Regions from separate parts of the Ovis aries genome. Here region 2 is linked to region 1. Evidence: chromatin contacts called from public Hi-C data. All regions are on one chromosome and are shown on one strand. The core of a region is the stretch at or near the end of the contact, and the rest is flanking DNA. Distances in the headings are between cores, read along the strand shown. Region 1 holds the start of MYOD1 (myogenic differentiation 1). Region 2 overlaps OTOG (otogelin).

The links. Hi-C and Micro-C count contacts between places; a contact is called where the count stands out from the background.
Region 2: a Hi-C map of muscle shows a contact between it and region 1, with 5 times the contacts expected there. The contact joins the enhancer-like site here to the promoter of MYOD1 in region 1. A contact is called at or near these places in 3 of 16 Hi-C or Micro-C datasets (hypothalamus, muscle and tail adipose tissue).

What each region holds. Positions count from the first base shown.
Region 1 is chr15:34,554,004-34,557,668 of ARS-UI_Ramb_v3.0, reverse strand. MYOD1 (myogenic differentiation 1) reads left to right here and starts at 1,430. Exons shown (of 3, transcript NM_001009390.1): 1 at 1,430-2,401; 2 at 2,916-2,994; 3 at 3,255-3,665. The coding sequence starts at 1,772. The coding sequence ends at 3,505.
Region 2 is chr15:34,658,909-34,662,715 of ARS-UI_Ramb_v3.0, reverse strand. OTOG (otogelin) reads left to right here. Exons shown (of 56, transcript XM_027979353.3): 33 at 489-767; 34 at 2,865-2,982; 35 at 3,548-3,627. Among named protein-coding and RNA genes, the nearest start is that of OTOG, 51 kb to the left of the region's middle. Within about 2 kb of position 1,500, at least 1 of the 54 cell types and tissues checked has an H3K27ac peak or open chromatin away from gene starts, as enhancers often do. A contact at or near this core is called in muscle, where this site is marked.

The DNA of each region.
Region 1 (3,665 bases), core at 181-2,680:
CTGGTGGGCTGCAATCCATGGGGTCGCTAAGAGTTGGCACGACTGAGCGACTTCACTTTCACTTTTCACTTTCATACATTGGAGAAGGAAATGGCAACCCACTCCAGTGTTCTTGCCTGGAGAATCCCAGGGACGGGGGAGCCTGGTGGGCTGTCGTCTCTGGGGTCGCACAGAGTCAGACACGACTGAAGCAACTTAGCAGCAGCAGTAGCAGTCCGTGGTCCTGGCTGGGGAGAAATGCCCTGAGACCTTCACAGGAGCCTAGCCCTAAGACTACCTTGGCCTCCATAGGAGCTCAGTGCCCCAGCTGACAGCGGAGAGGGCTATAAGAAGCACAACTTCCAGCTGTCCAGCTGGTGTCAACGACAGAAGCAAGCCCTCTTGTTAGTATATCCTTGCACCTCGGACTGAGGGCTTCCACATCTTCGCTCTCTTTAGATTCTCACCGCCCCCCCCCCCCTCAACCCTGCAATCACTCTGAGAGATCGCTATTAATATCCTCAGATTTACAAAGTGGGGAAACTGAGGTTCAGAAGGAGATGTGACTTCCACAAAATCACACAGGGAACTGTGGGGTTCTGCTCATTGGTCTGCAAACTCCGCTCTCAAAGACTCCACCCTGAAGTCAGGTTCTCAGGTGGTCTCGGCGTTCTAAGCCTTTGTGCAATGAACTTTCCCTTTTTTCCCCAGCAGAAGAGACATCGCGGCTGAGACCCGCACTGGACATCTCCCTGCGGAAACGCGCAGGTTGAATTGGGCAGAAGTTTGTCTCCTTCCCTTCAGACTGGGACAGGCCCTGAGTTTGGAGAGATTGGCACGAAGCTTTGGCAGCGATCATCGACTCCTGTGTAGATGCGGCTGGGTTTCCAAGCGAGCAGAGAAAATGGGCCCGCGACCCTCTGAGTGATTCCCTTGGCAGGAGCTGGCCAAGTGGTACGACGGCAACGTTCAGTCTCAGGTTCCCCCACTTGGACTGAGTCTCATTTCTCGTTGCTCATCTTCCTGCCTCTGACTCTAGCTTTCTGCTCTCTTAATGTCTCTCAATGCCTCTTGGGTTTACCCCCTCACCGTCTCACTAACTTAGCTTTGAGTGTACCTCTGCCTTATCGCAGTGTGTCTCTTTCCAAATCTCTCCCGATCTGATTTCTACCCCTATCCTGCTCCTGGGTCCCCACAAATCAGTGGACCAAGGGGACCCCAAAGTCAGCCCAAAGGTAAGCGCGCGTTGCCAGCGTTTCCCGCGGAAACACGAGGAGTCCAGGGCTGGAGAAATTTGGAAAGAGTGTGCCCGGGAGCCAAGTGCAGTTGCGTTGGGCTGCCAGCCTCTGCCTTCCTCCCCGCCTGGGGAGGGGCCCGAGCGCTCGCGCGCGGGTGTCAAGGGGTAGGGGGCTGGCCAGTCTCTGGCCCCAGCTGCCACCCTGGGGATCCCAAGCTCCTCCCTGCTCTGTTCCTATTGGCCTCGGGCGCCCCCGCCCCTAGCCGCTAGCTGGGGCTCGGGGGCCCTTAGGCTACTACGGGATAAATAGCCCTGGGAGCCTGGTGTGAAGGTAGGGGTGGGGAGGCCTCAGGGCGCTGCCGCGGCTCTCCTCGCCGTCCGTCCCTCAGGCGGGACAGGACCGGGGAGGGTGAGGAACAGCTGGTTATACATTCAGACCCTCAGTGCTTTGCTCTCTCATTGCCGGGGCTCCAGAACCGCAGTAAGTTTCTGGCAACCCCTGCCGCTGCCGCTGAGGCTGGGCAAAGCCAGGACCGCGCCGCCCCACGCCGGGATATGGAGCTGCTGTCGCCGCCGCTCCGCGACGTAGACTTGACGGGCCCCGACGGCTCTCTCTGCAACTTTGCAACAGCGGATGACTTCTATGATGACCCGTGTTTCGACTCCCCGGATCTGCGCTTCTTCGAGGACCTGGATCCGCGCCTCGTGCACGTGGGCGCGCTCCTGAAGCCGGAGGAACACTCGCACTTCCCTGCAGCGGCGCACCCGGCCCCGGGCGCGCGCGAGGACGAACATGTGCGCGCGCCCAGCGGGCACCACCAGGCGGGCCGCTGTTTACTGTGGGCCTGCAAGGCGTGCAAACGCAAGACGACTAACGCCGACCGCCGCAAGGCTGCTACCATGCGCGAGCGGCGCCGCTTGAGCAAAGTCAACGAGGCCTTCGAGACGCTCAAACGCTGCACGTCTAGCAACCCAAACCAGCGGCTGCCCAAGGTGGAGATCCTGCGCAACGCAATCCGCTATATCGAAGGCCTGCAGGCGCTGCTTCGCGACCAGGACGCCGCGCCTCCCGGCGCTGCCGCTGCCTTTTACGCGCCTGGCCCGTTGCCCCCCGGCCGCAGCGGCGAACACTACAGCGGCGACTCGGACGCTTCCAGTCCGCGCTCCAACTGTTCCGACGGCATGGTAAGGCCAGGACCCTGGGCTAGAGAAGTGCGGGCAGCTCTTGGTATATCAGGAATGTGTTTACGAGAGGGCAAGGAGCTGGCCATCTGGTAGGGAGGGTTGGGCGGGGAACCTTCCAGGGAGTGGACCCCTGGTGGAGTCCACTGCCACCCCAAGCAGCTGTCACTGGGATGGCCTAGGGCTTTGGGGACGCACAGGAAGAATACGATCCACCCGATTGGGGGCACTGTTAGAACACTGCTGCGCCGACACGAAAATCTGCTTTTTCTCCTCTAATCCCTGTTGCCGAAATGCAGATTTGTGCTCCTGGGTGACTGTCTGCCCTCTGTTTGGCCCGGCATGCTGCAGACAGCTCCTGCCCACCCTTGCTCCCGAACCCAGTCAGATCCGGGCCCGGAACTCTCGTTGCTGAGATTTGGGGAGTTGGGGAGTCGGGGAGGGGGCGGCTGCAGGGAATGGAGCTCCTGCCCTGCGCAGTTCCCAGGCCTGACTCGGTCTTCCTTTCCATTTGCAGATGGACTACAGCGGCCCCCCGAGTGGTGCCCGGCGACGGAACTGCTACGACCGCGCTTACTACAGCGAGGCGCCCAATGGTGCGTAATCGCGCCTCCTTCCCCATCCCTTTTGAGCTACTCTGGCTTCTCTTTATCTAAGACCTCCTTGCCCCCATCCTGGGAGATGGTACCGGGAATGAAATACTAAGCATGTAGTTCCCTCCTTTTTCATCCTGAAGTTTCGTGGGATCCTCACGAATTCTGGCTGGCCCTCAGTTTCCCCGTCTGCCTCAAAGCACTGAACTCGGAGGTGGGAGACTTATGCACCCCCGCATACTAACCTACCCCTCCCCGCGCAGAACCCCGGCCCGGGAAGAGCGCTGCGGTGTCGAGCCTCGACTGCCTGTCCAGCATCGTGGAGCGCATCTCCACCGAGAGCCCCGCAGCGCCCGCGCTTCTACTGGCCGACGCGCCGCCGGAGTCGTCTCCCGGCCCGCAGGAGGCGGCCGCCGGGAGCGAGGTGGAGTGCGGCACCCCCGCCCCTTCCCCCGACACTGCCCCTCAGGGCCTCGCGGGCGCGAACCCCAACCCGATTTACCAGGTGCTCTGAGGGGTTGGGCGGCCTCATCGGGGGGCGCCGCTGCCCACAGGCCCGAGGGATGGTGCCCCTAGGGTCCCTCGCGCCCAAAAGATTGCGCTTAAGTGCCAACCACTCTCCTCCCAACAGCGCTTTAAAAGCGACCCTCCCGAGGTAGGAGAGGCGAGGGAAC
Region 2 (3,807 bases), core at 251-2,750, 100 kb before region 1:
CTGAAGCCTGACAAATCAGCAAAGCCCAGCTTGTCCAGTACGCCCCAGGGAACAGAACTCCGCCGGGACGGCCATTTCTTTCTGTCCTGCTCCCCGTCGTTTTCTCAGCATCTAGAATAGCACCTGGCACACGGAGGGGCCTCAGAGATGCTTGCAGGAGGGAAGGGGGAAGGGGAAAGTGGGGGAGGGAAAGAGGGCGGAAGAAGGGAAAGGGGGAAGGGAAGAAAGGGAGGGAGGGGGTGGTTCGGTTACTTGCACAAGGCTCTGCAGTTGGGACTGTAACTCCCCCCATTGCCAGCCCCCAGGCAGAGGTGGTGTGTGCGGAGGGGTGGCCACGGGTGGGCCGAGGGGAGGTGGCTCAGGCTTGGAGGAGCAGGGCCCAGTCCTGGGTCGCTGAGACTGCAGACGGTGCCTGGGTGTCTGCCCCACCCCCGCCCATCTGGATCCCTCTCGGCCAACTTTAACCCCCACCCCGTGGCTCTTTGCAGACCCAGATGTGGTGTCCCTGGAGGCAGCAGACAGACCTAACTTCTTCCTCCACGTCACAGCCAATGGATCTCTGGAACTGGCTAAGTGGCAGGCCGGCGATGCCTTCCGCCACCATGCCTCCTTCTCGCTGCACCAGGGGACGTGGCAGGCAGGCCTGGTGGCCCTGGAGTCCCTGGCAGAGCCCGGGGCCTTCCTTTGCGTGTCGGGCCCAGTGCTGGCCCTGCGGCCGTACGAGCACACGGAGGCCTTCCGCCGGGGCATGCTATTCCGCCTTCTGGGTAGGTGTCTACCCTGCCTCACCCTCCCTGCCCTCTCCCCACCTCACCCTTCCCATTGCCCCTGAGAGACAAGACCCTCACTCTCCTGTTGCAGGGAGGCCACAGGGTGCCACCTCTGAGATGGGAGGGGGCCTGGCCTCTGTGTTGGTGGCCCAGGGAGCCTTGGGCAGTGCAGCTTGGTGCCCAGCCAGCCTCCTGGGTCTGCCTACTCCCACAGGCCATTTACATGGTCTAAAAATAGGGCGGCCTTTGTGGAAGCGAGGAGGAAAGTGATCATCCTGGCCACAGCTTGCGTAGCCTGCTGGCTCAGGTTTCCTGCTGATGGGGGCACATGCCTGCCCTGTGAGCTCAAAGACTGCCCACTGGGGCACAGACAAGGAGCCCGCAGACCCCTCATCCCGCTGAGAGGCCCCGGACCCTGGATGGTAATGGGGCAGCTTCGTGCCCTTTCTAGCCGAGACCAATGGCTTCCAAGGCTTTGCCATACCCCTGCCAGGTGGGTCTGCCCCCAGGGTAGTTGTTCTCTGCCTACACCATGGCGACAGTGATTATAGTGTCCTTACCACTCCAGGCTGGCCTGTCTTGTATGTGGACATGCATGTTTGTGCTTGTGTGGGCGCCAGTGCTGTATGAATTGATGCGTTTCCATGCACACGCATGTAAAAGTGTCCCCAGTCAGCCTTTCCTTTACCATCCCCTGCCCCTCCCAGCCCAGGGCAGGGCCAGCTCATTCTTGTACTCAGCGGTCACCTGTCAAGTCCACTAGGGACCCCACCCAGCATGGATTCATCACTGGCTATGATGCCTGGACTGTGTCCCTTGCTGGAAGTCACCAGGGCAGAGTGAAAAAAGCCCAGGCTATGACACCAGACAGCCTTGGGTTTGAATCCTGACCCCGGTCCTTGGCACTTGGAAGAGCCCCGGAACCCCTCTCCCTGTTTCTTCACCTGTACAGTGGGGACATTTGCCTCAGAAGGCTGTTGTGAGGATTGACTGTCTCCTGGGCTTTGCTCTGGGCCTGGCTCACAGAAGGTGCTCCTCAGATGTAAATTCCTAGTTCTGGTCTCAGGGATCTTAGAAAAGCAGGCTTCTTTACAGTCAGCAGCAGTGTTGGGGACTGGGGAGTCAGGATGGGGCTGTTCCCTGCAGCCTGGGGAGCTTGCCCACACGTCCCAGCTCAGGCCACGGTTTCAGAGACTGGTCACTTGTGCCAGTGTGGTCTGGGGTCTTGTGGCTCAGACAGTGAAGAATCTGCCTGCAGTGCAGGAGACCTGGGTTCGATCCCTGGGTCAGGAAGATCCCCTGGAGAAGGGAATGGCAACCCACTCCAGTATTCTTGCTTGAAGAATCCCATGGACAGAGGAGTCTGTTGGGCTACAGTCCATGGAGTCTCAAAGAGTTGGACACAACTGAGTGACTAATATACTACCTCGAAACCCCCCATGGTCTCCAGACTTTCCCTGAAGATCCTTCATTTGTCAAGGCACTGGCTACAAGGCCTTTTTGGAGGAAATCACTTCTGGGAAAGTTTAATATTCCCAGCATCTTCTGTGCTGTTTCCTCATCTTTAAAATAGTGCTACCTGTGAGGATGAGTGAGTAAATACCTGTGAAATGTTGAGGGTAGTGCTTGCTGTTAAGAGTTGGCTGTTGTTATCATTAGCCACCAAGGTCAGAGGGGGCAATTCTGGCCAGCAGGGTCTCAGAGGAGCAGGGTGACAGGGCAGCCTCACGGAAAGGTCAGGGGTCCCAGCCTCTTTGGCCACTTCTCAAAGTCCAGCCCCAACTGCCTGCTCCATAGTCTCACCCTGCTGAGACTTCAGCCCCCACAAAACCAAGGTCCCAGGGTCCCAACCCAAGGATCCCCCAGACACTGACCTCAACTCTCAAGAATACAGTGTCTCCTTAGGTTGGCTTTTCATTTTATTTTAAAATTTCTTTTCAGTCTTCAGTTTTTTTCCATGAGTCCATTCATCTCTTCTCTGGGGCAGGGTGGGCATGGGCTGAGCTGGGATGGCCTCTGTGCTCGGGTACCTGGTCAGGAGTTGGTGCCTGATGTCGCTCAGTCTCGGGGCCCTGGGTTTGGGTGCCTTTCCAGATGCCAAGCCCTCGGGGGCTGCCTACCCCACTTGTGAGTGGCACTATGATGCCTGTGCCAGCCCCTGCTTCCAAACCTGCCGGGACCCACGGGCAGCCGGCTGCCGGGATGTGCCCAGGTGAGGGGTCGTGGGATTCAAGGTGCGTACATCAGTGTTTGAGCATTCATCTGTGTGAGTGGGTTTGTATGCCGTCCGTGAGTTTAGGCACGAGCTTGTACTGACGTGTGTGTGTTTACAGATGTACTTATATATATATGTTTTGTTTACTGGGTACAGGGATGCGTGTGACCCAGGGTGAACCTGACTGATATGGGCATATGTGAATATGGATTTGTGCATGTGTGCATATAGCTGAGCCCTGTGTGTGTTCATGTGGGTGTAAAGGGTGGCTGTGGGTGCACAGGTGTACACAGCTGTGTGTATGTACTTGTATATGAGCTGCAAGTACATGGGTGTTGGTGTAGCTGGGTGTGTGTGCATGAGAGTGTGTACACTGATGTTTTGGCAGACTGTGGACATATAAGTGTCTGTGTGAATGTTTTTGAGTCCTGCAGGTGTGGAGAAGAAACATGAAAATGTGCCTAAATGGAGACACATGTGCCATGTGTGAGTGTGGGCACCAGGTGTGCATAACCAGCCCTTGTGCTCCAGACCATTAACTAGCGCCCTGCTCTGTCCTCAGGGTGGAGGGCTGTGTGCCCGCGTGTGCCACCCCCAAGGTCCTGGATGAAGTCACACAGAGATGCGTCCACTTGGAGGACTGTGAGTGGCCTGGACTTCTCACCCCTCCTCCAAAGTCTTGTAAATCCCCCAATCTCACTGACCAGTCATGCTCACCAGAGCCCCCTGGTCCCTGGAGAAGCAAAGTCAGCAGAGGGGCCTCTGGAAGGTGACGATCCTCTAGAGCGGGCAGGGACTCATCCAGTCCATTACCCCACTCTT